Regions from separate parts of the Mus musculus genome. Here region 2 is linked to region 1. A link is a contact called in public HiChIP or PLAC-seq data. All regions are on one chromosome and are shown on one strand. The core of a region is the stretch at or near the end of the contact, and the rest is flanking DNA. Distances in the headings are between cores, read along the strand shown.

The links. HiChIP or PLAC-seq counts read pairs in DNA pulled down with a chosen protein or histone mark.
Region 2: an HNF4G HiChIP or PLAC-seq map of pancreatic cancer cells shows a contact between it and region 1. The contact joins two enhancer-like sites. A contact is called at or near these places in 2 of 39 promoter capture datasets (embryonic stem cells and hippocampal neurons), 1 of 15 datasets of contacts at CTCF or cohesin (embryonic stem cells), 1 of 484 Hi-C or Micro-C datasets (nephron progenitors) and 4 of 115 datasets of contacts at active chromatin or transcription factors (embryonic forebrain, forebrain, neural tube and 1 more).

The regions. Positions count from the first base shown.
Region 1 is chr6:90,747,897-90,751,716 of GRCm38.p6, forward strand. The region is part of intron 1 of Iqsec1 (IQ motif and Sec7 domain 1); the gene reads right to left. Among named protein-coding and RNA genes, the nearest start is that of Iqsec1, 60 kb to the right of the region's middle. Within about 2 kb of position 1,910, at least 76 of the 459 cell types and tissues checked have an H3K27ac peak or open chromatin away from gene starts, as enhancers often do. A contact at or near this core is called in pancreatic cancer cells, where this site is marked.
Region 2 is chr6:91,398,100-91,402,419 of GRCm38.p6, forward strand. All of the region lies in intron 2 of Wnt7a (wingless-type MMTV integration site family, member 7A), which reads right to left. Among named protein-coding and RNA genes, the nearest start is that of Gm30437, 11 kb to the right of the region's middle. Within about 2 kb of position 2,727, at least 36 of the 459 cell types and tissues checked have an H3K27ac peak or open chromatin away from gene starts, as enhancers often do. A contact at or near this core is called in pancreatic cancer cells, where this site is marked.

The sequences.
Region 1 (3,820 bases), core at 660-3,159:
TAAGCACTAAGCCCAGGGTGTATCTCAATGGCAGAGCACTTACTGGGCATGCCCATGACTCCAGTACCACAAAAAGTACCCCCCCCAACACACGTTGGGGAGGAGAATCATAGGGTACATTCCACCCTATTTCACCTTCCCTCACCCAGAAGCAAAGGATTCCTTTATGGACTGTCTTCCAGCCCCAAGGCGTTCCACTCTCTGCCTGTTGTCGTTCCCCTCCCCATCCTAATCCTAGCCACCGTGGGTTCCACTTCACACTCCTAAGCAAGACTCTCAGTTTTGGTCCGGTGGATGGTTTCCACCTGCCTCCTTGACCTGTGGCTGATGTTCTGGGAACTCACCCCAGGACCTAGCTCTACAAGTCCTTTTATGGCAGAGATTCTTCTTTCCTCTCAAGAGTTGAGGTGCAGTAAGGGATCCAAGAGGCTCTGCTAAAAGATACTATCTCTGGCCATGTTTGTTGGGCTGCCTCTTGCCTTCTAATCTATCTGGCCTCCCTGGGAGACCAGCAGAAACTGGCAGATCCCCTAACCCACAGACCCCACATCACAGACCACTGCTATTTCAAGCCATAGCACCATACAGCTTGTTACATAGCAACAGTTAGCACTTGAGAATTCACCACTGACTTCCTGTGGTGCCTATACCAGGGTACCTGTTTGTAGAGCTGAGACCCTGAAGCATGGGCTCTGCTTTGGGCCAAGAGCAGTCTCCACAATCCCAGGGAACTCAAAAGTTTTCAAATAAACCATAGACCCACATGGTCAGAGGGAGGGAACTGGGGAAGATGCTGGGATTGTTCTCTGAGTCTAGCTCCAGCCGACATACAGATGAATTTCTGATGGGCAGTAGCCTCATGGCCAACTTTTCCTGGAGCCTTCCAAGTAAATGACACAGTGTGTGTCCTAATGGGAATCTTTGTCCATCTCAAAGAAATGAAGAAACAGAAATGAAGAGGCTGGAGACCCTGCCTACAGTCACTCTTCCAAAGATTTGTCTTCCTCTGGTCTTCCCTGAAATGGTAGATACCCTTCCAGTTCACAGCTGTGTGCATGAGAAGAGGCTAGAAGAGGTGAGGGATATGAGGGTGTGTCATCATACCCATATTTCTGACTTACTGAGCTTGCAGGGGACACTGACCACTCTGAAGAAGGCTGGGAGCTGCTAGCAAAGGGCCATCTTCCAGGCAGACCAGATGGATAGCAGCTCTGGGTCTGGTAGGGACTAGCTCTCAGATGATCTTGCAGATGAGGGAGAGGTAAGGCTATCAGCTGCAGCCAGAAGGAAGGCATGGAAACAATGAGCTCAGCTTGATATGAAATACTGAAGTCTCTTTTAAGTCAGTGTTTGGGATACACACCCTCAACCTCAAAGGAAAGGTAAGTTCTGGATTCCAATTCTGATGCTGCTACTTCCCAGAATTCAGAAAAGAATTCTGGCAACACACCTGGCTGCCTCAGTTTCCCCAGCTGCAAAACAAAGTTAAAGCCAGTACTGGCAGTGTGGGCCTAGAGTCCAGCCACTTGAGAACTGAAGAATCACCAAGCCCAAGACTAGACTGGGCTATAGAAAGTATTCGAGGCCAGTCTGAATAAGTTAGTGAGATCCTGTCTCAAAAAGCAAAAAGAGATAGCTGAGCATGGTGCTCAGTGGTAGAGCACTAACCTATGATACATGAGGCCCTCAATTTAATCCCCACTGCTGAAAAGACAAAACCAAAACCAAAACCAAAACCAGATGCCAATAAAGAGATGAGATTTGCACCCATGCTTTCAGGATTTGTCGTGAGAAATCAATGAGGCAATTTTTTGCAGCTTGGCCTCAAACCCAAAGTAATTTTCCTCCCTCAACTTCCAAAGCATTTGGTGAGTCATCAACGCCCGAGACTCCAGTGAAGCTGTGGCTGGACTAGTCCTTATACAGATGAGAGCTAGATGCACATCCAACAGTCCTTGATAGCTCTGGCCTGTCCTAGCTATGGACAAGGCTAAGAGAAAAGCATGGCTTGAGCCCAGAAAAGAAGGTAGAGGAAAATGGAGACAGGAAGAGAAGAGAAAAGAGCCAGGCCTGGTAGTACAGGGAGGACAAAAGGAACGACAGGAATGTGAGGTCATGTGGCCAGTGGTAGTGCTTACCTACCATGCCTAGGGCCCTGGGTTCTACTTTCAGCACTGTAAAAAATAAAAATAAAAATAAAAATAAAATATGAAAACAAAACCCAATTCCAGGTTTTCCACATTCTTTCTAGAGGCCCCTTAACCCTGCCCTGCCCTGCCCCTACCCTTCACTTCTCCCTAGTGACCCAGTGGGTGGAGTTCACCCTTATCTCTGCCATGTCTCTGAAAGCAGATGAAGCAACAGGATTAAAGCTGAGGCTGAGCTGACCCGCCTCTCTGTGTTCTGGGTCCCACCCCTTACCTCATCCCTTTGGCCTGGAGCTTATCATGTTCTGCTTGTTTTAAGTACCCAGCTTGCCCCACTCCCCCTCAAACACTCTCACAGGACCTCTATCTAACATGATGTTTCTCAACCTAATGCTGAGACCGTTTCATACAGTTCCTCATGTTGTGGTAACTCCAACTATAAAACAATTTTCATTGCTACTTCATAATTATAATTTTGATACTGTTATGAATCATCATGTAAATATCTGTGTTTTCTGATGATCTTAGGTGACCCCTATAAAAGGATCATTCAACCCTCAAGGGGTCCTGACACATGTTGAAAAACTCTGCTTTACGTGATGACTGAACGAGTCTGATCTCCACTACCCCCCCAACCTCTCCCCACCCTCCCCAGTACAGCTCTTTGCTGTCCCCTTCACCTTTAGTCTGGGACTCCAGGGCCAGCCAGGTTACCTCCCTATCACTGTAGCTAGAGTGTGGTCCTCTTCCAGTCTGTGCTGAGGGAACAAGGTGAGCACTATCCAACAGTGGAGTGGCTCCAGATTCTGTGCCCAACCAGACACCCTCCTTTTTGGGGATACTGCTGGAAGTTCCCAGTCCCTCTGTCCTTAGAACCCGAATCCCCAGCTGGTCCTTCATCCAGTGGCTTCCTTGATCTTGGACTCAGGTCCCCTGTGACCACCCAAGAAGTCATTCAAAACCACACAGCCACATTTCACTCTGTGGTCCATTTCCTGAGCCCCAGATATTCCAAGAGGAAGGCGTTCCACTACCCTTGCCCCCTCCACCACCACCACCTCTACTCTGGGCCAAACACACAGAGGGCACTTAGGAGATATTCGCTAGGTACACTGTTGGCCAGATAACAACTCACTCAGCTGAGCTCATGGAACAGGAAGGTGGTGGTGAGGAAGATGCTTAGGTACCCACCCTGACAGGCAGGCAAATCCATCTGGGCCAGGCATTGGTTAACTTTTCTCACCTATGCCAGGATGGTTATTAAGCCATTTTTTTTTCCAGATAAGTTAACCAAGGTCACTCAATTTGCTCGGAGCAGAAGAGAATCTGGGGCCAGCTTTCTAGGATCTACGCTATCTCCCATTCTGAAGCACGGAGGGTGTGACCCTTGGAGTCTACCACCCAAAGAGAGAAATTCCAAGTGCTTAAAGGCCCAGGCACTGGGCCAGAGTCTTTCCATGAGCCTCCTTTTCTGCTCTGGAAAGAAACCACAGTTCAGTTTTGCAAATGCTAACCTTAGATCCAGAGTAGTTCAGTGACTTTGTAGATTGCATAGTGAGGCAGTAGACCACAGAGCAGTAGACGTCCTACCAACAGCCTTTCCTGTGTGATGACAGGAGAATGAAGCACACTGAGGTTATTGCCTCAGTTTCCCCTTGTGTACTGGGGTATGG
Region 2 (4,320 bases), core at 1,477-3,976, 650 kb after region 1:
AGTTATCAGTTAATACTTGTCAGTAAGGTCAGACCCTGGCACCCTGAGAAGGAAATAAGGTGATGGCAGATCTAGCAAGGAAGGGCCCTAGATCCCCAAGTCCCATTCTCAAGAAGCCACCCAGTACTCTGAGGCTTCCTTCCCTGGATTGGGGGTGGGGTAGTGAGGCTCAGAGAAAGGTATTGATGGATGTCACAGACATAGGTACAGCCAGAAGCATTGAGAGGTCACAGGGTGTCCCTATTCATGACCTGAGCCATTCCCAAATCCCGATGGTCCATATTCTTCCCAGCACAGTCCAAAGAAGCCCTCACTGGGGCACTTACTGAGTGCATCTCCTTGAACTTGCAAAACGTCTGCAAAGTTCTGAGAGACTGAAAAGTGGATATTAGCCCAGAAACTTAGTATACCCAAGATATAAGAGACAATTTGTAAAACACATGAAACTGAAGAAGAACGAAGACCAAAGTGTGGACACTTTGCCCCTTCTTAGAATTGGAAACAATCACCCATGGAAGGAGTTACAGAGACACAGTTTGGAGCTGAGACAAAAGGATGGACCATCTAGAGACTGCCATATCCAGGGATCCATCCCATAATTAGCCTCCAAACAATGACACCATTGCATACACTAGCAAGCGTTTGCTGAAAGGACCCTGATATAGCTGTCTCTTGTGAGACTAGGCCGGGGCCTAGCAAACACAGAAGTGGATGCTCACAGTCAGCTATTGGATGGATCACAGGGCCCCCAATGGAGGAGCTAGAGAAAGCAACCAAAGAGCTAAAGAGATCTGCAACCCTGTAGGTGCAACAACATTATGAACTAACCAGTACCCCAGAGCTCTTGACTCTAGCTGCATATGTATCAAAAGATGGCCTAGTCGGCCATCACTGGAAAGAGGCCCATTGGACACGCAAACTTTATATGCCCCAGTACAGGGGAACGCCAGGGCCAAAAAGTGGGAATGGGTGGGTAGGGGAGTGGGGGGGTATGGGGGACTTTTGGGATAGCATTGGAAATGTAATTGAGGAAAATACGTAATAGAAAAAAAAAAGAAGTTCTGAGAGGTTCCTTCAGCTCCTGCAACAATGGTGGATGGGATCGGATGGCACCTCATTGATACAGAGTATGTCAAATCTTCAGAAATGGGCTGCAGGTGAGGCTGTGTCTGAACACCTTGCCGAGAAGGACAAACCAAGGCAACCTACCTCTGAGAGGCAGACTGGCCCTTGTTACCCCTTTCACAGAAGGCAGATCATGAGGCCCAGACACAAGCCCTGACAGCTGGGCTGCAGGGTATGACCCACTCTCCTGTGGCTCCTGGCTCTTATTCCAGCCCACCAATTCACAGCCCACCTCTCCACCAGACCTTCCACACATCTGGTAAGTGGGTGCCAGCTCGGCTGAAGCTGTCCCCTGTGGTGATGAATCTGACCTGAAGTACCAGTAGCTGAAGAAAGGTCTTCATCCAAACAGTGACCTCTGTCATCTCAGCCAAGCATGTGCCCAGCCCCTGCCCTCAGTGAACATTTCCTGAGCACCTACTGTGTGCTAGGCACTGTGCTGCAGGCTGGATGAACTAAGATGTGGGATTCAGGTGTGGCTCTGCCTTTGCAAGAAGACAGAAAGCAGATTACATCACTCTGTCAGCTGAGGACTTCAAGGAAAAATAAAAACACCCCAGTGACAAGAACTGGGGCTGTCAGAGTTTGAAAGTTCTGTGAGGAGAAGAGTCTCCCAGACAGGGGCACCCAGACCATGTCTTTGGCTGGTGTGGACCAGGTGAGCCAGGGATGCAGAGGAGGAGACGGAGTAGGTAACATAGGGAGTCCTGCTGAGTGTCAGAATCCTGTCTTGAGCAGAGCCTTCTCCTGTCCCTAGAGTCAAAGAAGTGACTCCCAGAGCCACAGACAGAAGGAAAGCCTGCCTGAGGTCACCCATGACTCCAGAGACCAGACTAGAACCAGCCCCTGGGCCCCCATCGAGGAATCCCCTCCCTCCCTTCCACCTTACCCTCGAATCTCACTGGCCACATATCAGGGGTTTCTACACAGAAACCCGGGGAAGCAAGCCAAAGTGTCTCCATTTCAGCCTGGGTGACAGGGTGCTTGCCATCCATTCCCACTACTCCACACTTAGCTGGGTGACTCTGAGCCCACACCCTGAGTCCCTGAGCCTCAACATTCCCATCTGCGAACTTAGAACCCAGGAGGCCACTGGCAGGCTGCCCTGAAGACCAGTGAGGCTCCTCAGGAGCCTCTAGGAGAATGTTAGCAAGGGGATGGGGGCAGGGGGTAAATGTTCCTGGAGAGGTGAGCCAGAGCCTGGTTGACGCCCTCTGTGTTCGGCTCCATAGCAGTCCCATGGGGACAGAGGAAATGAGCCCTGTCCAAGCTGGCCCCAAAGATTCCATCCTCCGCCCTTTGCGATCGCTGCCCGTGGTTTGCACCGGAATATTATCTGGGTGTATTTACGGTATCTCACTGGAAACCACAGAGTGCATTGTAGATTTTTTTTTCTCTCTTTTGCTATTTAAAGCCTACGGGTCAGAGAATGAGCAGTCTACAGTGACACCAGCAGAAACGTCCGGTGATCGGGAAAACAGGCAGATGGAAAAAGGTTGCTCTCGCCAGACTGGTGTGATAGCTGTTCACAGCCCAGTGTTCTGCCACACGGTAGTTAGGAGAGGCTCCCTGCATAGCCAGGTGATGTAAGGGTTAGGAATCATGTGTGGGAGGCTGAGTCAGGTGTAGAGACAGGAGACAGGAATGGGGAAAGGATGGATTCACTCCACTCTAACCTGCTGCTCCAATCCCCAATCCAGGGAAGGAGACTCTGTCTGTGGGTTCTCCTTCCTACAGAGTCAGGCCACGGCACACTGCTAACTGTCCCCCAATGGTCACCATCCATCCACTATGACTCTTCCCTAAGTGCCTTTCTGCCACTCTATGAGGCACCATAAATGTATCCAGGTGGTTTCAAAGCAGGACCCAGAGCCTGGGTAACCTGGGGTCACAGCCTGGCTCTGCTTTCTGGCATGGCAAGACCCCGTGAGAGTTAACTTTTCATTTCTGTACTATGAATTATGAACAATTTTCCTGAAGAGGTTGTTAGGAGCCTGACCCACACCTGGCAGGTATCAGTAAATACCTCAAAGCAGAGGCATTGTTGGCTAGAGTGGCATCTACCATGACATAGCTGCAGTGTCCTCATTTCTGAGGCCCTTCCTAATGTCCTCTCCCTTCATTTGTGGGCAGCACTTTATCCATATGCATTTTTTACTGACTTGAGTTTTCTTTCTCTCCCCATGAGGTTGTGGGGACCTAAGATTATTGACCTATGAAATCTCCAGGTTGAATGAATGACTGTGGGAAAGTGATTGTGTGAGTGTGCATGTACAAGTGTGTGTGTGTGTGTGTGTGTGTGTGTGTGTGTGTGTGTGTGTGTGTGTGTTGGACTGTCTACCATAGGGAAGCTGGGAAGACCATGCAACAAAAAGCTCATCTCAAAGAATAGTGTCAGGAGAGCGAAAATCCAGGATGAACTGAGGCTTGCAAAAAAAAAAAAAATGCAAACGAGACAAAAAGCCCTTTGTTGGCTGTGTTCTAAGCGAGAATGGGTAAAGAAAAGGGCTTTTGCTTGGGCAAGATGGCGCATTGTTAAGAAAGGCAGAGAGAAAGTGGAGCTGGCCGCCCCTCTCTCTATCTCCCTCCCTGGAAAGGACTTCCCATCCATCCTGCCAAGCAGCCAAACACTGCTCCACTTTCACAGGCTGTGGGTAAAAGACAGAGCCTTTTGGGGACCTGTAGGGGTTCTCAGGCAAGGGATGTGGATAGTCCCCTCCAGTAAAGAAGTGCAAGGCTCAAACAACTACCCCAGGGAGAAAGGATGACACACTCTTGGGAGCAATGCATCAGAGTTTTCCAAGCACTAGACAGAGGCGGGTGGACCTGAGGCTGAGTCCTAGGTCATGTGTGCCCATCCCTGGAAAAATTCTGCAGGAGGGTACCAAATCAGAGGCCATGAGCATTTGGAAAGGAATGTAGCAGCCCCTGAGCACATGATGGGAAACCACCAATTCTTTGTTGATAATGCTGGCGACATAGCAAATTTCTGAGTGTACAAAGAATGTGATTACCACCCAACATCCTGATCAAATCTCTTGGACAGCTCCCTGTCAGAGCAGAACCTTTGGATGTGATGGGCAGAACCTTTCCATGGGAAGGCTGGGAATGACAGAACACGCCTGTAACCATAGCCCTTGGGAGTGGAGAGAAGTTTAACACCGTCCTCAGCCGCATAGTGTGTTTAAAGCCAGC